5 separate regions of the Mus musculus genome follow, and all the other regions are linked to region 1. A link is a contact called in public HiChIP or PLAC-seq and promoter capture Hi-C data. All regions are on one chromosome and are shown on one strand. Each heading gives the region's core, a stretch centred on a gene start, on an enhancer-like site or on the middle of the called end of the contact. The rest is flanking DNA. Distances are from core to core; before and after follow the strand shown.

Region 1 (4,511 bases), core at 1,402-3,901:
CATGGAACACATAGGGTGGACTACTGTCTGTCATTGGGCTTAGGGAAAACAAACAAACAAACGAACAAACAAACCCAAAAGTGGGGAAAAAAAAAAAACGGGCAGTGGTGGCGCACACCTGTAATCCCAGCACTTGGGAGGCAGAGGCAGGTGGATTTCTGAGTTCAAGACCAGCCTGGTCTACAGAGTGAGTTCCAGGACAGCTGGACTGTGCAGAGAAACCCTGTCTCAAAAACAACAACAACAAAAACAAAAAACAAAAAAAATGGAGCTCTTATCCTTCAGTTGAACATCTGACCCAAAGTACTGCACGTGTAGGAAGAGCCTCTCTGGAACTCTATCTATCTGTATTAAAGTCAGACTGCAGAACTGAATCCACAACTGTCGTCCACCCCACCCTGAGGTCTCACAGTCTGTCCCAGAATAAAAGACTTAAGTAACAGAACCACACCAGACAGATTCCTATCTGTTCCTTGAGTTCATTCAAATACTAGAAAGATGCCCAGTATGTGAACAGGGACAGAGACTAGAGTCACAGAAACCACAGAACTCTTGGAACATCAGCAGCTGGAAGAGGAAGGATTCTCCCTAGAGCTCTTGCGGGCAGCCTGACTATGTATTACAGCATCTTAGTTTCAGACTTCTGGCTTCCATAAAGGTGGAAGCTCCAAGTGTGATCTGTTAAGGCAGGGGAGTCCTCACTGCAGGAAGGGGTTTCTGAGGAGGTAAAGTGCTGAACCTCTGCTTTTCTAAGGTTGCCAAGGTGAGCCTGTGTCTTTTAGGAGGCTTTGTGACATTGCTGGGGTGTGTGGGGGTGGGTAAGACATTCCTAAACAAAGCCCCAAACCAAAGCGTTCACACCTTTGATTATGAACAACAAGCCTTCCTGGGCACTGGGGTGTTTGTGTGCTGAGCAGAAACAGGGGGCCTCCTGTTTGTTTCCTCTGCAGGGTGAACAAGGGAGCAGCCCTTAGTCACTTCAGCTGGAGGGAATAATAGAGGTTAAATATTTTATTGGAACATTAACTGAGCTAATAAACCCTAGCTTGTGGCCTAACTATATAAACCACACATGCGCTCAGAGATATGTTGGCCAGCTTCCAGTTTCCTTCTGCACATACATAGAGGTTTATTTGATTTTTAGATGGTGTCTAAGAAAGCCCATGCTGGACTTGAACTCCTGATCCTCTTGTTTCTATTTCTTAAGCGCTGGGGTTACAGGTTTTCCACATAATGCCTGGTAGATGCTTTTCAAAAAATAATTTTTGTTACGTTTTATTTATTTTGTGTGTGTGGGGAGGCATGCCACCGAGCACAGGTGGGCAGGAGATAAATTGGTTCTCCCCTTATACGGGGGGGGGGGGGGGGGGTAGTGGTGGTGTCCAAAGATTGACGGGTCATCCTAGCTGACTGGCATCAGGCAACTTTGTTGATGAGCCACCTCAATGACCCCAGAAGCTGTTTTGAGAGTAAGCTCCGTTTCCTTCATAACTTCATTGTCCTCCCCTTCCCCCTTCTTAGTGGGAAAAGTGTCTTACACCTACCTGGCAGGAGGCTCAGAGAACAAACTTGTACAGTCTTTAAGGCCGGCTTCCTTCTTCCTCCACCCCTTCTGGAGGTGAGGGCAGCTTTCTCTGCAATATTTGCTGTAAATACTTTCAGTTCATTTTGCTAGCTCTCTCACTTTTTCCAGCTCCCAAACTGACTCCCGACTGTCAACAGTAAGAGTTTGGTCCTTCTAAGAATTGAGGGCCGACTCGGTGATGGTTTGGATCCTAGTCAGTCGCTTTGCAAACTGCTGCTCTCAATATCTTTTCTCACGCTTATTGTTAAAACTGGTTGTCCTGCAGTGGAATACGCGTGCAGGATTTTCCCTTCTTCGTTCTAGTAAGGCCGTTCATCACAGCGGCGTGGGACGTGGACCCCTGAGAAACTCTTAGCCAGTTAGGTGAAGGTTAGTATTTGCGCAGCGTTTTCTGCAGTCGGTGTAGGCGGATGCTAGGGAAGCTTAGACTGGAATCTCCTCCAGGGAGGGGAGTGACAAACAGCCTCTAGGGTGTCCTGTCCTCCCCTCCCCCTCGCCCGCTCACCGGTCCGCCTGCCCTTTTAAAGCAAGGTCTATAAAGGATCTACCTATTTAGTCTTAAGCTGACTGTTGGAACTCAAAACAGCCCAGACCCATCTCCTCGGAATTCTCCAGTCGCAGATTCCCGAGCGTAAGTGCTGGAATTCCAGTCTTCTGCGACACAACCGCTTGGAATTTCTGGGTCTATTTTGTGGCTAGAGAGGTGGTGGCAGAGTGGCTAAGGCGACTTGTGGAGAGAGAGAAAGCGGGCGAGCTTTCTTTCCCTGACTGCAGCTAGGAAGGAGGTAAGAGAGAGCCACGAGCCACGGTGCGCGACTGCCTCACCCTTGTTCAGTAGTTTCCTCCTCCCGAAAGCCCTTCCCAGGAGGTCGTGTTGCAGGCTCACAAACAAGATCTTCCGCAGCGATCGGGGACGTCAGCGGTCCGTTCTGTGGGTGAAGATGGAAAGTCTGCTACCGAAAGAACCTTTGCTGGGAGTGCGGGGGGGCGGGGCGGAGGGCGGCGGCTCTCTAGGCAGCAGCGCCCGGGAGACGCGGTCATGCCCCGGAGCTCCCTGTTGGGTGGCGATGGGGGTGGGGCAAGGGTAGAGTGTAGAAAAAGGGAGCCCGGCGCCCGAAAGCCACTGGCTACCCGCATAGCCCGCAGCCCACGCCGAGGTGCAGGGAACCTGCGGGGATCCTCGCTGCCGGAGGGCCTCGGTGAGTCACCGCGGGGTTGTCGCAATCGTTACCCGGAGGAAATCAGGCCCGGGGTGGGGCGCGTTCCTGGCTGCCTCCATGCACTCTGACTGCACTAGGGTGTCCCGTAGGTCACCCAGCTGGGTCTTCTCGCCAGAGACACTCAGGTCTGAGCCGGCTGCCGTGGCTACAGCTTGGCCTGGGCCTCCAGTAGAGAGTGAGCTTGCGGGGCCAACCGGGACCCAAGGGGAGGAAGCAAGGAGATCGCAGTAGTTCTGAGAGTTCTCGCCTTCCCTTTCCTCTTCGCTCCGCAGAGCTGAAGGGAACGAGGCGGGCGGCAAAGACTCCTCAGAGCCCGGCTCCGGGCTGGACGCTGTGTTTTCCGAACTGCGGCTGGACTGCCTGGGACTCTGACACCTACCGCTCTCGGCTTTCCTGGGGACCTCTTCCTGAGGGCGTGCTGAGACATGGAGGGCGCAGACCTGGCGGTGAAGCTCCTGTCCACCTGGCTGACGCTGGTGGGCGGCCTCATCCTTTTACCCTCGGCCTTCGGATTATCCCTGGGTATCTCGGAGATCTACATGAAGATCCTGGTGAAAACCTTGGAGGTGAGTGCAGGAAAGGATGTGGAGCTCCCGCTGCTCTGAGGACTTCGGATCTTGGAGTGGCAGGGGTTGAGCTTTGAACTGTGAAAGCAATTTGGGCAAGGGGGTCAGTCAGTGGTGGGAGGTCGGGGTGGAGATGGAACGGGGACCCGAGAGAATATTTCAGTTTCTGGTCTGCTGTAGTGAGAAAGACAGCCTGATACCAGTCAAGAACAGTAGCCCACCTCACAAGAATCCCTCTATCTGTATTTCTTCTTCACTACTATTTTTTTTTTTTTTTTTTTTTTTTTCTTACTAGATTAACCCCAGGACAGCCGTTTGCTGTATCAGCAGGTTTATTACCCACTATGCCTCTCGGGCTGTCACTTCACTCTTGAGTTTTTACAGCCCCAGGTTTCAGAGGTCCTTTTGTGACTACAGAGGCATCCTGTTCCACTTGGTGCCCAATATAAGACACCAAATGGCTGGGTGGCAGAGAAGAATCTGATTTTTTTTTTTTTTTTTTTTTTTTTTTTTTTTTTTTTTGGTTTTTCTGGACAGGGTTTCTCTGTGTAGCCCTGGTTGTCCTGGAACTCACTCTGTAGACCAGGCTGGTCTCGAACTCAGAAATCTGCCTGCCTCTCTGCCTCCCGAGCCTCCCGAGTGCCCGGCTGAAGAATCAGATTTTATTTTAATGTAGTCACGGGGATTTTTATCTAATCAGGTGCACTGGAATACTATCCCAAAGGTTTCTGGTCCTGGGTTTGTTTGCAGATTTCAAGGACAAAGGTGTTAGATCCAACTGAGTGGAGGGACAGGAGGGACGACATCAGCATAAGCTTATACACTCTTTTTTAGTAAAATTTAGAAGGCCACTCCAGGCCGGGAGGCAAGTGATGTGAGAATCGGAGTTCAGACGTTTGCTTGAGTTAAGTGTGACAACAGTGAATGCAGAGGCTCTGTAGGCTGTACAGCTTTGCATTGGTTTGGTACCCAAATCTCATCCCTGTTTCTCTGTATCTGATCTAGCAAGGTCATCTGATCCCTGTACCTTATAGTATTCGCCCTCAAAAGAGGGGAAACAATGCCTATTTGCATATAGATTTTGTTTTGGTTTTGAGACAGGATCTCACTCTTGGTGCCCTGGCTGGCTTTGAAGTTCTT
Region 2 (4,511 bases), core at 839-3,338, 430 kb before region 1:
GAGGAACATTATGTTCCAGACAAGAACTTCTATTTTTTAACTCACTTTCTCTCCATGATAATTACATTGAACTAAGTAGAAACTTTCTTCTTTCTAGTGACTTTTTTTTAGTATTTTTAAATCATATGCATATGTGTTTGTGTATATGTAGGTGACTTGTAGGTGACTGAGAGCCACCTGATGTTGGTGATCCCCAGGAAGAGCAGCGTGTGCTCCCGATGAGCCACCTCTGCGGTTCTAAACTCATTTTCACATTGCAAGTTTTATGTAGCAACATGAAAGCCAACAGTACTATTCTGTCAAAAACAGCAACCTTGCAAACAGCTGCCCCACACCTCAGAGGTGACAGACTCAGCACCTTTGATTCTTATACGGAGAGTGCAAACCCGAGCCTGGGACCATTTTTAGTAAAGGTCCACGTGGGCAGAATAACTCACAAAGGACAGGAATATTTGTTCTCCAAAAGCTCCTTAGCACTATCAGCTGTTCCAGGCTCACTTCACTCAACCAAACTTAAAAAAAAAAAAAAAAAAAAAAAAATCAACCGCGGTTGCAGAACTGCATGTTATCTTATAAATCTACAAGATAAAATGTTAGGAGAAGAAGTTAATCTACAATAAAAGAAAATACTTCCAGTGTGATGGTAGATGCCTGAAATCCCACAGCTCCGGAGGTTAGAGAAGGAGGGTCAGAATTCAAGGTCATCCTTAGCTAATCAATAAGTCTGAGACTACTCCGGGCCACAAGAGACCCTATCTCAAAGAATGAAGGAAACGGGGAAGAAGAGAGGGAGAAACAAAAAGAAATTAATTTTGCTGTATCACTTGACAAGTCTTTAATGCGGGATTTTTGAACCTCATGAAATTACACAGAAAATCCTACCCAGGTATGTGCATACAGTGTGCGCATGCTTTTCTAGGAAAAGCCCGATGCTTCCAAAGGGGGATGAAAATGCCAAAAGACTGATAGCCATTGCCTTTAACAGTTCACAAATATCTTTCTACTCTTACATGTTTCAGGGGGGGAAAAAAACCTGTTTACAAAATTTACCAGTGAAATCCAAATCTCATCGCAAATCTCACATTTCCAGACTCCACAATGTGTAACATTCACAATTAAGATAGAAATTATCCAAAAGTTCTTATTCCCTGCAAACCTTTCTTGGTTTGCTGTAACGAAGAGAAACAAGGACAGAATTACTTAAAAGGGCAGTACATTTTATCCAACTCCTGAATAATCAGGATATAGAGGATACGGTCACATGAGCGAGCTTCTAATTTTATTTATACATATAAATATATATATATATATAAGAGTTACAATTGTAGACAAAGAGCCAAGTTTCAACTTTGTATAGTTTAACAATTTGGAGGAACTATCAAAAAAACTCTTGCAACTTCCAGGAAGACCTGCAGAATTAGTTCTACGAGCTCACAGAAAAAGTTTACATGCCCACAAGTCCAGGCAGTTATTTTACAACTGCCTCACAATGTAATTTAATACAACAGCAGCAAAATCATATGCTTTTGAAGCACCGGCTGTGATTAGCGACTGCTGTCGCTAAATAATACAGTCCTAGTTAAACGACAGTAGCCTTCCTTTCAAATCTATGGTCCTTTAAATCTGGCAACAGTTCAAACACAACTTAACACAAAAATCTCAACCTAGGTGAAGTCAAAGAAATCATCCCGAGGTCTGTTTCCCTTCCATGCCCTTGGGGATCGCACCACTTTGTGCACAGGGACTGAAAGGTTAACCTCAAACTCACTCCCGAGCAGGGCAGCCTGGAAACGTCGGCAGAGGATGACCGGCACGATCACCCGCCTGCTGCGACTCCAGGCGTTGTCCCGGCGGGGCCGAAACGAGACGGGGGCGCGCCGTCAGCGGAGAACGGGCCTCGGGCCTCGGCAGCGGACACCGAACCTGGCGAGGGGCAGGAAACAAACGGCGGACACACCTGGCGGACCTCAGCGACCTGTCCTGCGTTAGCCGGCGAGCGTCGGCCTCTCCCCGGATCCGCCGCCGCCGCCCCTCCTCCGCGGCCCAGGGCCACCTCCACGCTCCGCTCCAACGTGGCAGCCGCAGCCCCGCCTGCGGGCCGGCACTTCCGGGTGCGGCAACTCGCCACGCCCACCCGGCCAGCCGGCACTTCCGGGAGCAGCGGCTCGCTCCTCCCACCCCGCGGGACAGCACTTCCGGGAGCAGCCACTCCGGTAGGCTAGTCTGGCCGGAGGTAAGGATTCAGCCGCGCGGCGTGAGGAGGCGCCTAAACTTCAGGATGCATCCGCTTGGCGGTAGATCAAGGGGAAGTCGAGCTGGGCGTCTCCGTCGGGGAAGGAGAGCGGTGACCGCGAGGACGCCACGTAGCACTCCTGTGAGGCGTCAGCAGCTGCTGGCGACAATACCCACACTAGACAAGGCGGGCGAAAACTGGCTGCAAGGACCGGTTCAGTTTGTGACTCGGCTAAGTTAATTATTGGTTTTGCGTCTTCCCTTTGAGAACTTACGTGATTTTGTCGCACACACCCAAAGGCTTATACTCTATAGAGGCTTAGCTGCGTGAGTGAGGTATATCGAATTAAGTTCATATTCTTAATATTTCAGTAGCTATCCATGGTATTCAAACCTATTAGCACTCGCCCTGGGCTACCGGAACAAAATAAGCGTGTGTGTGTGTGTTGCTCTCAGATTGGAGCATTGAGATTTTCGTTTAGGGATATAGATAGATAGATAGGTAGGTAGGTAGGTAGGTAGGTAGGTAGGTAGGTAGGTAGGTAGATAGATAGATAGATAGATAGATAGATAGATAGATAGAGATAAAGATATAAACCAGTAACTGGAAATGTAGAAGCTGGTCTGTAGAGCAAAAGAATGAAATGGGTGCTGAATTGGGCCCATGCATATGATGCCACCACACTCAAGAAGTAGAGGCAGAAAGATCAGGAGTTCGAGGCTAGTCTAAATCCAGGTCACCTTAGGCTGCAAGAGAGCCTTTCTTGAAAAGCAAAAGAAAATACACCACCACCAAAGGCTGGAGAGACGGCTTAACAGTTGAGAGCACTTGCTGCTCTTACAGAGGGCTTGGGTTTATTTCACAGAACCCATACGGCAGTGCACAAGTATTTGTGACTCCAGTTTTAAAGGACCCTACACCATCTTCTGACCTCCAGCAATATCTGCATGCAATAAAGCACATACATAAATACAGGCACTCAACACATAAAAAGTGAATAAACCATAAACAACAAAAGAAATTAGGTGCTGAAATTCTCTATCCCAACTTAAGCTAGGTCTAGTACATTTCTGTACATTTTAACAAGATGGGGTTGGTTTGGGACCCTTTGGTCCCAGACACTTAAACTATCTCCCTTAGAGCTCCCAACCTTAACGTATGTGCTGCCTGGTTGTACTTTTAATTTAAGGTGGGATTATTTCATCAGTGAACTCAAGCCAGATGAAAATCACTTGTCATAAACTATTAGCACCTGGACTGAACTGAGATCTCCTAACTTATTACCCTTGTTGACCACACCCAAGTCTCCTGTAACACCTTGCTTATAGACTCCTTACATGAATGTAATTTTTGTTTGTTTGTTTGTTTTTGGTTTTCGAGACAAGGTTTCTCTGTGTAGCCCTGGCTGTCCTGGAACTCACTCTGTAGACCAGGCTGGCCTCGAACTCAGAAATCCGCCTGCCTCTGCCTCCCAAGTGCTGGGATTAAAGGCGTGCGCCACCACGCCCGGCTGAAAGTAATGCTAGTGATGCTTCTTTATTGAACACAAGGTATCAGCAAGCTGGACTTTGAGGCAGAAGCAGGAAGATTGTGAGGCCAGCCTGAACTGCATGGTGACTCCTTGTCTTTCCATGCTGAGGGTATACTTTATAGTGGGAGTTTTTGCATAGCATACACAAAGCTGTTTGATCCCTAGCAACAAGCTGGTAGTCAGAAGTACTGGAAAGTGGACATGTCTTTTATTCACCCCCTCTGTGTTCTACATATGTATTTCACTTTAAAAAGCAAGTTTACAGAGTTGAGAAAATGGTGGCCCGGCCCACCCCACCCCAGCATGAGGATAGGACCTATGTATCAGCTTAGGGCAGCAGCCACCATCTGTCACTCCAGCAGTAGAGGGACGGAGACAGGCAGTGATCCCTGGTATAACCAACAGCTGTCCATGAACTTGCTAACCTGTCTAAGTGGCTGGGATTCAGTCCTGTACCACCAGGTTGACTGTGGGGGACTGGTGGTAAAGTGATAGTTGTACAATATCAGAGTTTGCAAAGGACCACCTGCCCCTATCAAGGAAAACCTAGTACCATTCACAAGTCTTTTAGCTCATCTCAGTCAATTTATTAATCAAGCCTTGTTCCATGAGAATGAAACTTTCAGAAAGAAAGTTCATTTCCAGACTCTACTCATTGAAGCCAGAATGGAGGTAACTAAACACCTATGTGGTGGATAGAGTCAGTAAAATTCACCATTCAGATAGAAGACTGCAGGGAGAGGTGGC
Region 3 (4,511 bases), core at 1,397-3,896, 350 kb before region 1:
CTGGACACCATCAGCCAAGCCCCACTGAGTGGGTATTTTAAGTATTCTATCAGGAAATCATGGTAAGTACTAGCGGTTCCTCTAGGCCTCTGTAGCAGCCTTAGGTATAAGCAAACTCAGTCCTCTCGATAGTCAAAATAATAATAATAACAACAATAATAATAACAAAACGTTGATGTCATTACAAGGCTACAGATTCTTTGCACTCCTCCGGACAAGTCATTCTAGATTCCCAACGCATTTCCTCCCCCAACTCCCAAAAATGAGCTCTGCAAACAGAGAACCCTCGGGTACCCCCCTTCTCCTCTACCTCCAGAGGCTGCCGCTTTCTCCACCCTCCGGCTCCGAGCGGGCTCCAGAGGTCCCGGGCAATTTCGAGCCCGGGCAGTGCTTGTTTTGCCTGTGCACCGTAGCTCTGTCCAGCTGCTTCCTTTCCCAGTTTGCACGAAATGGAGCGCTATAGGGTACCCGGGGACCCAGGAGGGAGCCGGGGTGGCGATGTCGCCGCGGCCGCCGCCTCTGGTATGTCAGAGGCCGGGATTGTATTTCGAAAGATCCGCCATTTTCACCTCGTCATCACCATCACAGCTCAGCAGCTTCCCCCGACAGCCGAGCCCCAGCCGCCGCCGCCACCGCCGCCAGTCACCTCCCCCTTCCTCCTGCTCCCGCCCCGGCCCGCCCTCCGGAGCAGCGCACACCCACATATCCGGGGAAACCTCCCGTCCGCCCCGCCAACCTTCAAACGCACTCAGGGGGGAGGGAGAGGTTCTAGGGCTCACCGGCGGGTCATGCCAGACCCAACATCCCAATACCAAACACTCGGCACCCGGGAGACCCGCAGGAACGCCACGGGGAATCGTGATACCTGCGGGATTCCAAGGCCTGGATGTTGGTTAGGAAGGCAAGCCGTGTGGAATCTGACACAAGAACAGTAAAACCTCAAACTTTCATTTCCAGAAACACACTTGAGAGAGATGGTAGACCATGTTTCACGTATATTTCAGAGTCACTGGAGAGCTTTAACGTCACTCACCAACGCTGGCATTCTACTCCACTCATAGGACTATGTTGACAGTATGGCTATTTCTATATGCATGCCTGACTTCTCGGACATCCTTAAATTACAGGCGCTGATCATGCAGACATTGGTCTCCTCTCCCCTTCATTTTTAAGAATAAAGTTCTGAACTGTTTTCCTCTCAACTTTGACCATTTTTGCCCATGAACAACATTATGTCAATTTGTCGTTGGTTTAAGATACTCAGGTACTACTAAATTTAAATTACTGATTCAACTCTATTATCATTCATAACCATCAACTTCTAACATATAGAAAATCCAGCTCTTCGCTAGAACCCTTTGCCAACTGACTTTAGGATCTAAGTTTCCAAATTAAAAACCATCTGCTGCTGATAACACTTGTTCAATGCAGAGGGGGGAAAAAAACAGCTTGCTTTAGAACAAGATTCCGGAACAACCTATCCATCTCCCACCCCCTTCCAGTTCCTCTCATGGTGTAGTCTAATAAGCACCCAAGAGGGAATAGAAGTAATTAATCATGTAAGGAATTAAGAACATATAAGCTGCAAGGCTTAATAGGACCAGCATCCTCCAAAAGTTAGCTGTTTGACTTCAGAAAGCCTTACTAATTGCCAGTTCAAAAGCTTTATTCTTTATCATTCAGTCATACTATAAGCTCTTAAAGACCTAACAGAAACCAGCAAGCTGAATCTCAGGGTTGTGGACAAGGCTAATCTACTGTCTTAAGTTTCCCTAAGAATAAGGAAGAAGCAGAAGCCATTTCATTTCCCTACCTTGTTTGAATGACACCTCCATATAAAAGTCAGCAGGCTCAGGCTTAGTCAAGGGCTGTCTCCCACCCACTCCCGGCGCGTTTCTACCGAGAGCCCGCTAGAGGCTGAGCGTGGAAGGGGTTCCCAGTTTCTCCATCTTTCAACTTTATTCCCCACCAACAGCCGGGTCCACCGGCACTCGGATGGTTGTTTACCGTTGCTTGACCAGGCTGAGTCCCAGCCCGCTCCCTTCCCCCGTGCACCGCGGGGACACTATGACATTTGGCTGGTGGGCTTCGCGAGGGAAACGGACACACACCCAGAAGAGTCCATACAAAGGGGCGTAGGAAGAACGCGGCGCCGGGCAGCAGCGAAAGGAGGCGCTGGTACGAAATGACACAGCAGCAAAACAGGTTCCCAGAAGCCCGGGGCCGGCAGCCGCTTCCCGGGCCGCGCCGAGAGCCTGTCAACAGCCGCCCAGCCCTTCCTCCCGAGCGCGGGGCGGGCGGCGCCGGCCCGCCGACTGACAGCCGCGCTCTCCGGCGCCCGCCGCTCGCGCCGCGCCCCGACAACCCTCGGTCCGCCGCGGCCCACCGGCCCACCGCCCGGCTGCCCGGAGCCGCCGCCGCGCTCTCCGCCCGCGCGCCGCTCGCCCCGAGCGCGGGCCCGGCGCCGGTCCCCGCCGCTCAGCCCGGGTCTCCGGAGCTGACACTCACCCGAGCCGGCGGCGCCGCCTCCTTCTCGCGCCGCGCTCCCCGGGCTCCCAGCAGCCGCGGCGGCGGCGCCTCCGAAACACAGACCCGGGTTTGTTCAAAATCACGCCCAGCGCCATTCCACCGCCGCATCCCATAATACGCCGGGCCGCCCCGCCCCGCCCGCGCGCCGCCCCGCCCCCGCCGGCGGCCCGAGCCCCGCCCCTTCCGCGCCCCTGCTCCGCCCCCTGGCAACCCGAGTCGCGTCTTTGCGCAGGGCTGGGGGAGCGCTCTGGGGTTCCACGTGACTGCTCCTGGGGCCTCCGTCAAAGGGAAGGCGGGGAACTCCAAGTGGGTTCGTGCTTCTGGCTTTGTGACTAAACCTCGGTCAGTGCGGTTTCCAGCGCGCCCCCGCTTGGTGATGCGCCTGAGTGAAGAGAGAGTCCGCATCCTTTCTCAAATGTTAATAAATCTGTTGGGGTTTAGACGTGAACGTTGCAAGGGGCTCCTAAAAGCTCCTGAGAGAGCACGCAGAGTTACCTTGAAAGGGAGTTTTTGATAATTTGTCTTGCAACACACCTTATACTGATACATATGGATTCTTTGCATTCAGTCATCTCATTTCCTGGGATATTTATAAATCCAAGAAATAAAAAATATATATTAAATTTTAAAAAGGCCTTACAACGTGAAACTACCTGGGGAACCACACGAAGGAGGCGGGAGATAAGTTAAAGGTATCGCTTTCCAACCAAGTATTCCTGGGGGTACTGTGGGGGCATCACTAGAAGAAAAAAGGCAGAGAGACTGAGGCCCCAAATTTAGATAACCCCCACCTCCACACCTCACCTTGGTAGAAAAATTCTGAGTTCCTTCCACCAAGCTGACACAGTTCTGATACCACTACTACAAAACAGGACCTAAGGAATAAGGGCAACATTTCCGGGTTTACTGTGGATTTTTTACAACGACTAAAATGACTAGTACAATCTTATCAGTGTCAGCAATCTGGTCAAAACAACTCACACCATGACATAGCGTTTAATGTATGTGGAGAATGACAGTTTTACATTAGTGAATATAAGAACTGTGGTATCCAGTGATGCATTATATAACACTCAACAACTGTGCTGAATATTATAATTCTTAGAAGGAACTGGACAGATGTCTCCGTGCTTAGGACCATGGTTAGGACCCGGTACCGTTCCTATAAAGGACCTAAGTTCAGCTCCCAGCACCCACACCAGGTGACTTACAAGGCCTGTAACTCCAGTTTCAGGGAATCCAACATCCTCTTCACGACTCTGAGGGCACAAACAAATACACAGATATGCATGAAAATAAAATCTTAAAAATAAATACAATTCATATAAAATCAAGAATAAAATAAAGCTTTTAGCTGGGCAGGGTGGCCCACCTCCATATTCTAGCTTTTTAAAGGCTGAAGCAAGAAGAAGATTGGGAGTTTGAGCCCAGCACTCAGCCTGCATCTTTCAGTAAGACACATACACACACACACACTGTTTCCTTCTTTTCCTTGAATCAAGATTCCAGGACGACCAGGGCTACACAAAGAAACTTGTCTCAGAAAAAATAATAAAATAAAATAAAAAAACAAACAAACAAAAAAGCAGCAACAGAAGCCAGGCAGTGGTGGTGCACGCCTTTAATCCCAGCACTTGGGAGGCAGAGGCAGGCAGATTTCTGAGTTCGAGGTTAACCTGGTCTACAAAGTGAGTTCCAAGACAGCCAGGGCTATACAGGGAAACCCTGTCAAAAACAAAAAACAAAAAAACCAACTCATGTCAATAGCTGTGCACACAAAGGATTGATCCCTTGTCCAATCAAACTGCTCGTCTTATATAAATAAATAATTCTGGAGCTGTCATTACTGCCTTGGGAACTCAAAAAGTTGCCCCCAAAGCTATCTGCTGTTTAATTGTAGTTCAATATTGACATTCACTAGACTGCTTTCAACCGTAGGTCACAGTTCAGCAAAAGCAGTTCACATGGTTGGTGACTCTCTG
Region 4 (4,511 bases), core at 916-3,415, 330 kb before region 1:
AACCGCTGAGTCATCTATCCAGCACCTCTTACCCCCAGCCTTTTTTATACTTTCTATTCTCACACAGGTCCCACTAAGCTGTTTAGGCAGGCCTTGAGAGGCCTATGCCATTAAGCTCTGTGCACACAAAGGCTGCCCAATTGGAAAGTGGGCTTCCGGGCTCACCACTGTTAGGCATTCTTGCCAAAAGGACGTGATTTGAACAGTGTGGATAACCTCTACTTTACTTTGTTTGCCTTGCTCATGTCCAAAGAGAGAACATGCCATTTGTAACATGCCAAGATGGCTAAATGCTTCAAGTTAGTATTTGTTGTAGGTAAGTCTGCAAGAAATTGCAATCCTAAATATATCTGACTGGAAGACAAAATACTAGAATTCTCCTGTTCAGGATGATTTGGGAATATCTGCCAAAAAATGTGTATGCATCCTGACTCACTTTGGGGAATGTATTTTACTTGCACACATCTTAAATCATGCACATATAAGTTCATTCACTGCACCATTGGCTGCTCTATAAAAAACGTTCTTCATATGTCCTGTATGTTGTAACATACCTTTGCTACTTTAAAAATAATGACAGAAATAATAATGTCTTATATGACTAGGTCACCAGAAAAAAAGAGAAAACTCTAAAGGAGAACAATAAGGCATGTTACTTTCTGTGAAAGGAAGCGAATACAAAAACCTTGCATTTATCAGATTGTATTTTTGGAAAGAAGTTTTGTAAGAAAACATGAATAAGAAATGTAACCACATGTAAATGCAGGATGATCACATACCTTGTCACTCGTGAAACAGGTTCTCAATTGAAGGGCAGTATTACTAATCACTTCAGAACAATAGATGAAAATCAGCATTGTCTGAACAAAGTGGTATGTATAACCAACACTTTAAAAAGATACAGGGTGTATCAAGGAATGCACATATATAGTCCAAAGGTATATGTGTATGTGTGTGTGTGTGCACATTAATCTGTATTACATCTTAGAGCTTTGTGGGACAGGGTCTCTAGTAATCCCAGCTGGCTTCCAAGTCGATAGGATCAGGGGTATAGACTTGAACTCCTGATTCCCTAGCCTCCACTTCTGGAGTGCTAGTATTACGGTGACCACCATGAAACCTAGCTATTTATTTGTTTATAAGGGGAATGTGCCAAAAGCAGTCCACTATGATCATAAACTGTGCAGTTGAGTTTCCTCCCAAGTGGAAAAAACGCAGACATCGGCACACTTAGATGCCAGTGACTCATCGTGGGAGGAGCATATTCTTGATCGTGGTATACTCTTTCCCAGGTAAATGATCTGAAGAACCAGCCTGTCTCCATTTCAGACTTAAAAGCCATCTTATATAGTAAAGACAGATTAGGTTCCTTTCTGTTTACCATTAAACCTCTGTTCCAGACAAACTAGGTTCTTTCTTGTTTATGACTAAACCTTTGTTTGTCAGACATTGGGCTATTCTCCACCTGTAACCTTAACTACAAAATGTTCTGCACTGCCTGTTCCAGGAATAGAAGTCATGTCTTTGCTTCAAGAAGTGGTTTATAACCACCTTGGAGCCTTATCTGCTGCATAGGTTCCATGACCACCTATGACTACCTTGTTATGGCTACCTGTTGTGTTACCTTGTTTTGCTCGCCGCCTAGTTTGCCCGCCAAATCTCCGATATGGAACCCCTTACCCCTGAGCTATAAACACCTTGTCTTCCTTGAATCCAGGGCTGACCTACTGAACTCCACCTTAGGGGAAGGCAGCTTGTGTACACGAATAAAAAAGCTTGCTTTCATGGATTGCTTGTTGTAATTTGTTGTAAAATGATGATTTGGGTCTGTTGTATTTTTCCTCTTATCTTTGGAATTGACATTCCGTGTGTGTGTGTTGGTTGGTTTTTGTTTCTTTTTTCTTCAGTGTTGGACTATAGTGAATTGGAAGTAACTCTTTACATAGGTCGTTTAAGTGATGCCTTAAAGAACGGAGCGGAGAACGATAATAATCAGTCCCGGAACTTAGGGAAAACGTCGTCCTTTGACTTGCCGGGCCTTTACTGAAGTTGCACAAAGTACACGCCCTCAAGTTCTTCAGCCAATCCCAGGTCGGAGCGTGAGCGCCTGCGTCTCTCGGGAGACCTGGGCGGTCCTCAAACCGGAGGAGAGGAGTCTGGTGTCACTCAACTCGGAGGGCGGAGCTAATTCCTGCTCCCCTATCCGGCGCTCTGGCCCACAGAGACGCTGCTCTATGGCACCTCGCGTCCCCTCTGCCCGCCTCCTGGAGGACCACGCTCGTTTTCTTCTTGGCAGCGAGAGGTCCCGCAGCCGTGGCTGAGCTGGAGGAAAGATGGCGGCTGCCGTGCGACAGGATTTGGCCCAGCTCATGAATTCAAGCGGCTCTCATAAAGATCTGGCGGGCAAGTGAGTATTTCTTAGGAGTACAGAGGTAGGAAGGAAGCCGCAAGTTTATCTTCCCAGAGGCGACGGGCGCTCCGGGGCGTGAGGCTCGAGCTAGGCCTGACTCAGGGGGGCGGGCCTGAACTCGGCTGTGGCGGTAAATGTTGGGAGCAACAGAAAGCTGTAGGGACGGTATGCTGGGGTCCTGACCGTCCCAGGACCCCAGGTGGCTGCCAGCTTCTTAAGTCCTTGATAACGCCCTCTGCGGGTTCTTTTGGCTTCTGGAAGCGAGGTAAGAAAGATGACGGCTCGCCCGGCGGTGGGCGCCTTCCTTAGAGTCTCTTCGGCGAGCCCGACACACCGAGTTTGACTTCGGTTCGCTGCCGCCCCTGCCTTCGCCGTGTTGGAGGTAAATTTATATTCTGGACTTTGATGCAGACTTTTATTTCGAAGAGATGGCTTTCCAGGATTGATAGGGGCAGAGGAGGTATGGATGCTGTCATGTGGTCCAGAACTTCTCTCAGTTCATAGCGTGTGTGGGTCCTTATGTTCTGGATACTCGCAGTCTGTCACCAACTCTGGAGAAGAGAACACAGGCAGAATGTCCTCGGGCTCAGGATGTCTAGAACAGTGATATTTCCAGGGTCTGCTAAGGAATTTTGTCGAAACCTTAGGGTGCTTAGAGCCACGACAGGTCAAAAATTGGGACATGTTTCAGTCCCCTCAAGCAGTTGTTGAACAGCTGTAGTCTTCTTTGTGTAGATTTTTCACAGTTTTGCCTTCTAATGAAAGTATGCCTTCAATTGGCCCTAACATTTACACCTCACAGCTGAGGGCATGTTGATCTAATTAATGAAATATTCTTGCTCAAACCTGCACATTGAAATGGTGTGTGTGTTGTGTGGCCGCTGTGCTGGGCTTTTCTGTGTAGAAAGTACAGTCTACCTTATTAGTGGGAAATTTAGTTGTATAACCTGGGCTTAACTACATCATTCTTTATTTTTCCGCTTTAAAAAAATGGAAGGGTAATCGTGAGGCTTAGTCTTATCTGATTTCAAAATGAGCATGTGTCTATGTACTAATTACACTTCAATAACTGAGCACAGTCCCTGGTATCTGGAAAATGTCATAATGTTGTTATGAAGCAGTCAGTAAGTACATACGACTTATTCCAGGGGTTGGAAATAGTTCATTTATGTCTTCATCGTTTGGTTGTTTTTCCATGTATTAATACTTTTATAGCTTTGGATAGAAGTCAAACTAGCTTATGTATTCCCTTATATTTCCTTTGTTTTTTTCTCTCTTTATTACAGAAAATGTAAGTTCATTAATTATCAGCTAAGATGCAGGTGTTAGAACTTGAAAATCTTGTGGAACTTCATTACTATTTATCTCTCTAGCCCGGAATTAGAAATGAACAGTAGCATGTCTCCAATAGGGTGTTTCTTTTGCCTGTTGTAGCTAAATAAGTACACAATTGAGTAATATAAAAGTGACACCCCCCACCCCCCACCCCGGGATTCTGTATGTTGCCTGGCCTGTTTTCTTGATCTTACCTGGTTCAGTTACGCAGATTAATTTGGCTAGCAGATGCACTAGGGCTGGCCACGTGTAGATAGATACCTGGCAGTTGGCTGGATCTTTTATTCTCACTACATGGTTTAGCTTTGGCTTTTTTTTCTGGGACTTCCTGCATCAGAGTGTTCTAACAGGGTGAGAGTGGAAGCTGTAAGGCATAAGGCTAGTCTGACAAGTCTCACATCAGTTCTGTAATACCAATGAAAGCAAGTAGCGAGACCAGTCCAGATTCCAGGGGAAAGGAAATGGAATATATCACTAACTCTTTAGAAGCAAAGTGGTATTTTGCAGGAATATGAATGGAGGGTGGAGTGCCAGCCTACCAAGTGGATTTCCTTAAGAGGAAATGAAATACTTTGCTTGATAATGGATAGCCCATGCAGTGTTAGTTGGCACCCTCTCAACATTGCTTTCTTTCTTAAGAATTAGCTTATTATTTTTATTTATGTGTATGTGTGCCGTGTGTGCAAATGCCTATGGGTGTTCAAAGAGGGAGTGCATCCCCCTGAACCTGGAGTTACAGGTGGTGCTGAGCCACCTGGGTGGATGC
Region 5 (4,511 bases), core at 1,167-3,666, 270 kb before region 1:
ACCAAAACCAACCAACAGAAGAACTAACAACAAAACACCAGAAGTCCGCAAAAACTCACTCCGTGCACTCTTACGGCAGCCCCGTGATGCGGTCACAATCCCTCTTCTGTTGGAAATTATAATAAAACGTAAAATGCAATGCAAACTAACCCTAAACCCGTTTTGTTTTTGTTCTTGTTTCTTTTTTTTTTCCCCAATGCTTCCATCAAAAGTTTAACCTTAGTCATCTCAAATTAAAAGTCACAAGAAGACCGGGTGTGGTGTGGTGGCGCATGCCTTTAATCCCAGCAGAGGCAGGCGGATTTCTGAGTTCGAGGCCTGTCTGGTCTACAGAGTGCGTTCCAGGACAGCCAGGGTTACACAGAGAAACCCTGTCTCGAAAAAAAAAAAAAAAAAAAAAAAAAAAGTCACCAGGAAGTAAAGGGATTTAAAAAAAAAAGAGGAACCCCAAACTGCCCGGCATCTGCCTAAGGTTGTGCTGTGTTTCTAGGAGTGTTCTGTGACTTTATGTTTGGGCCGGTTCCGCAGTCCTCAGATTTTATCTTATGTGAAGACTGGTACTGAATTTGGGGTCTGAGATTAAGGCTTAAACTGAAGGCGGGGATCTGCTCAGGTAAGCATCACGTGGCTTCAGCCGCATCCTGTAAGGTGGTCTGACAAGTTGCAGAACTCCGTGGGATCCTTTCCTGCAGGACAAGTCCCTCCTCTGACCAGAGGCTTTTCCTTCTCCTGAGACTCCTGAGACAGTCCCATTTCTTTAGGGTCTGTTGCTATAATAGTTGAAGAGTAAGACTATGAGATGTCAGTATCTCTTTAGACTAACTTCATTTTTGCCCAGGCCCGTCTCAAAAGCATTTTGGAAAGCTTGCCGGCAAAGCAGATTCCTGGTCACTATTCTGGAAAGCTGTAATTAGCCTAGGGTCTGGGAGATTGTAATCGTCAGTTTTCTGCGCTGCAGCCCCTGTGTGCTGCACAAAGGAATGTGGCTGCTTTGGTGACTAGTGCTCCTTTCCCCAGGCTGACAGATTCCACCCCCCCCCCCCCCAACCCCTGCCTGAGCCTCCCACGTCTGCAGAGCACGTGCAAACTCAGCTCATGGTTCTTATCTGCTGGTGATGCAGGACGGACCCCTTGATGGTGGAGACGCCCACCCAGTGACTTGCAGACCTTGCAACCTCTGGCTCTTTGCTTTGTCTGTTACAAATAACTCCAAGTCCATTAGAAAACATGAATTGACCCAGCTGTGTGCATAAAAAGTCTTGCGATAGAGTTGTTTTGGGCCAAGGAGAAATCTGTAGTTTCCTGACGGTGGGGGCAGAGCTCTGCCGCATGCATCCTTAAACGCGCAATAGGAAAGTAATAGAAACTGGTGAGGACCACTCAAGAAAAAAGAAAAAAGAAAAAAAAAATAGAGGCGAGGAGGAGACAGAAACAGGACTCTAAGTCGACGGGCTTAGAAAGGCAACATGATAAATACCTTCCTTCTGAGATTCCTTGGCAAGGACTGGCCCCTACCAGGAAATCTTGTAGGATTTGGCTCACAGTTGAATATCTTAATTTTATCTATTAGTCTTAGACTCATTCTTGTGCCTATATTTCTGCCTCAGAACACACCACTCTCTAGAAGGAGACTACACCAGCTTAATAAAATTATGTTACATGGCACTAGTTATATTAATAAATCTTGTTAATATCGATAAAGCCAGGTTCTAAGCAACATATGCCTGAAGTCCTTCTATTATACACTGATATGAAGATTCAGTGTTCTTCAGTCTCGTGAGCTGCCCAACGTGAGATGTGAGTGTTTCTCTAGGAGCGTTAGTGAGTACTGATCAAACCCCCAGAGCAGTTGGAGTTTTGCTTTCATAGTGAGAACTCCTAAGGATTCCCAAACTTTACAAACTAATAAATCTACAGAAATCCCACTGACTAAACCTATAAAAATCTCCAGGTAGTTTAAACAAATATATATATATATATATATATATATATATATATATTATGTATAAAGAAACTAGATCACTTAGAGAGAGAGAGAGAGAGAGAGAGAGAGAGAGAGAGAGAGAGAGAGAAGATCTAGTTAGGAAATCCAGCACACAACATGCCCTCCCCGAAAGCAAGCAGTGGGCATGAGAACGGTGCCCCAGAGCCCAGAGGATCCCAACTGAGATGCTCAAAGCATGACGTTTAGCAAGCCTGACCCCTAATTGCTGAGTTCCACTAAAAATTACTAAAGTTAAAGCAATTAGTGAAGAAAACAATGATCTTTCAGCGTAATCTCAAACGACGTTAGGAATAAGATAAAACTTTGAAAGGAAAGACCCCTAGATTTAAAGACTTCCTAACAAATACTTACAGTTCAAAAGGGTTGGGCAGAACCGGTCCTGTGGTCTGGGGTTGAGTCTTACTACAAATAGAGAGACTCCGAGGAAAGGAGGAGGTATCAACCCCGTGGAGGGTGGGGTAGGGGTGGGCTGGAGTACAAAGAGCAATGTCCTGTGCTCTGATTGGCTGTGGTAATCCAGGCACCAAAAGCCATCTCTTACCAAATAGGGTTTTCCTCCTTACAATTCCAAGGGCTAACCTCTAAGGTCTCGGTGGAAAGGAGAGGGTGTGGTTCCCCTGATTAGCTACCTGCCTGACAAAGCTCTCCGAGTCTCACACCTTATTTTCCTCTTTTAACCTAAGAAACCAGAAGGCACTTGGGGACCTGGAGTTCCAGGCCCGCTCAGACTGTCCTTGAGTGTGTCTCTCTAGAGTTCTGGCTATCCCAGAGCTCAGTTTGTAGGATGGTCTCAAACTCTCAGAGACCCATCTGCCTCTGCCTCCTGTGGCTGGGATTAAAGACATGCACCACCATGCCGGGCTTCTGATCAGATCTTTCTCCTCCGTCTTTTCTTCCTCCCCCCCCCCCTTTCTTTTCCTCCCTGAGGCATTAGGGACTGAACCCAGGGCCAGTGCATTTTAGGTGAGAGCTCTATTATTGACCTACCTCTGTCCCCCAATATTGCTATATTGCTTTGGTTTCTGTAACAGACTGAACACTTTATGTTAGTTATGTTATGTTATGCTTTATGTTAGGCGTGATTTTTATTATTTTATTTTTTATCTGTCGTAGTTGTCATCACCATCACCTTCTCCCACCCCATCTCTCTGTGGTGTGTGTCTGAACATACATGTCAGCATCTGAGGATCACAGCAGGCATGTGGAGGTCAGGGGACAGGAGGACAGCTTTGGGAAGTCTCTTCTCTCCTCCTGTTGAAGCTGCCTTGTCTCTTGTTCCCACTGTGCTGCACAGCTGTGAGCTTCCAAGCAATTCTCCTGCCTCCACCCCCCACCCAGTCTCTCGTAGGAGTTCTGGGATTACAGTTATGAGCCTCTGTATCAGTATGTATGTATGTATGTATGTATGTATGTATGTATGTATGTATGCATTTTGTAGATTCCAGGGGTCAAACTGAGATTGTCAGTATTTTTTTCTCCCACTCTTTAAAAAAAAAATTAAATTTAGTTTTATGTGTGTAGGTGTGTTTTGCTTGTGTGCGTGCCTGTGCACCGTGTATGTACATGTGTGCCTGATGCCCACAGAGGCCAGAAGAAGGTGTTGGATCCCCCAACTGAACCTCTGTAACACTGAAGTTACAGATGGCTATTAACCACCATGTGGGTGCTGGGAACCACATCCGCTCTCTGGCAGAGCAGCCAGCATTCTTAACTGCTGGACCATCTCTCCAGCTCAAGGATCCGGTTTTAGCTGCAAGTGCCTTTGACTCCTGGGCCCGTAGGCATGGTTCTTAATGCTTTTTAAAATATTTGCCTTATGATCCTGAAGGGTGGTATTATTGCCTCTACTTGATTGAGGCACAGACTTACTTGGTGGCAGCTAGACACTGGATGAAATGGAACTCCCTGCCACACACTGGTGCACATCCTTGCCACACAGTTTAGCACTGCCATGTCCTAGTAACCTTGGAGTGAGTGACAGGTAGGTTGGGAATGTTCTACCTCTCTCTCTTCCTTTCTTTTTAAGATTTATTTATTTTATGTATATGAGTACACTGTAGCTGTCTTCAGACACACCAGAAGAGGGCATCAGATCCTATTACAGATGGTTGTGAACCACCATGTGGTTGCTGGGAATTGAACTTAGGACCTTTGGAAGAGCAGTCAGTGCTCTTAACCACTGAGCCATCTCTCCAGCCCAGGGAATGTTCCATTTCTAAGCAGTTTTATTAAGCAGTAAAATTTATAGAAGGCCTTTTATTTTTAAAAGAAAAAAAAATACTAGCTTTCTATACAAGACTCCCCAGAACTACCAAAGTGAACTTTGAAGGAGCCCTGTTTTCCCAACAGGGGAGACTCTCGTCAACCTGAAGAACAGCATTAGGAACATCCTTCCTGCAGTGTAGCTGTGAAGTGCTGTGCACCCCCACACTGGTGCTGCTGTGCTGTTGAAGGCTTGGTCTCTAATGCAAGGGTCAGAAGCTGGGCTGTCGGAGAGTGTTTGGTC

The links. Promoter capture Hi-C pulls out the DNA fragments that hold promoters and counts their contacts. HiChIP or PLAC-seq counts read pairs in DNA pulled down with a chosen protein or histone mark. Capture Hi-C pulls out chosen DNA fragments and counts their contacts.
Region 2: an H3K4me3 HiChIP or PLAC-seq map of the 230-238 cell line shows a contact between it and region 1, with 19 read pairs. The contact joins the promoter of Sec31a here to the promoter of Gpat3 in region 1. A contact is called at or near these places in 4 of 39 promoter capture datasets (the C10 cell line, neutrophils and pre-B cells), 3 of 115 datasets of contacts at active chromatin or transcription factors (the 230-238 cell line, bone marrow-derived macrophages and memory CD8 T cells) and 3 of 9 other capture datasets (adipose tissue, liver and macrophages).
Region 3: a contact with region 1 is called in a promoter capture Hi-C map of pre-B cells. The contact joins the promoter of Lin54 here to the promoter of Gpat3 in region 1. A contact is called at or near these places in 4 of 39 promoter capture datasets (the C10 cell line, neutrophils and pre-B cells), 1 of 484 Hi-C or Micro-C datasets (uterus), 2 of 115 datasets of contacts at active chromatin or transcription factors (memory CD8 T cells and pancreatic cancer cells) and 3 of 9 other capture datasets (adipose tissue, liver and macrophages).
Region 4: a promoter capture Hi-C map of pre-B cells shows a contact between it and region 1. The contact joins the promoter of Cops4 here to the promoter of Gpat3 in region 1. A contact is called at or near these places in 6 of 39 promoter capture datasets (the C10 cell line, hematopoietic stem and progenitor cells, hippocampal neurons and 2 more), 4 of 115 datasets of contacts at active chromatin or transcription factors (large pre-B cells, memory CD8 T cells, pancreatic cancer cells and 1 more) and 2 of 9 other capture datasets (adipose tissue and liver).
Region 5: a promoter capture Hi-C map of liver shows a contact between it and region 1. The contact joins the promoter of Plac8 here to the promoter of Gpat3 in region 1. A contact is called at or near these places in 3 of 39 promoter capture datasets (the C10 cell line and pre-B cells), 4 of 115 datasets of contacts at active chromatin or transcription factors (the 230-238 cell line, large pre-B cells and pancreatic cancer cells) and 2 of 9 other capture datasets (liver and pancreatic islet).

What each region holds. Positions count from the first base shown.
Region 1 is chr5:100,843,578-100,848,088 of GRCm38.p6, forward strand. Gpat3 (glycerol-3-phosphate acyltransferase 3) reads left to right here and starts at 2,652. Exons shown (of 13, transcript NM_172715.3): 1 at 2,652-2,784; 2 at 3,078-3,371. The coding sequence starts at 3,231. Gm46917 (a long non-coding RNA gene) reads left to right here and starts at 3,982. Exons shown (of 2, transcript XR_001784903.1): 1 at 3,982-4,511. It also overlaps a transcript of Abraxas1 not described here.
Region 2 is chr5:100,414,146-100,418,656 of GRCm38.p6, forward strand. It overlaps Sec31a (Sec31 homolog A (S. cerevisiae)), which reads right to left and starts at 2,089. Exons shown (of 28, transcript NM_026969.1): 1 at 1,958-2,089.
Region 3 is chr5:100,497,993-100,502,503 of GRCm38.p6, forward strand. It overlaps Lin54 (lin-54 homolog (C. elegans)), which reads right to left and starts at 2,647. Exons shown (of 13, transcript NM_172714.4): 1 at 2,509-2,647.
Region 4 is chr5:100,516,144-100,520,654 of GRCm38.p6, forward strand. Cops4 (COP9 signalosome subunit 4) reads left to right here and starts at 2,166. Exons shown (of 10, transcript NM_012001.2): 1 at 2,166-2,407. The coding sequence starts at 2,334.
Region 5 is chr5:100,569,789-100,574,299 of GRCm38.p6, forward strand. It overlaps Plac8 (placenta-specific 8), which reads right to left and starts at 2,417. Exons shown (of 5, transcript NM_139198.3): 1 at 2,357-2,417.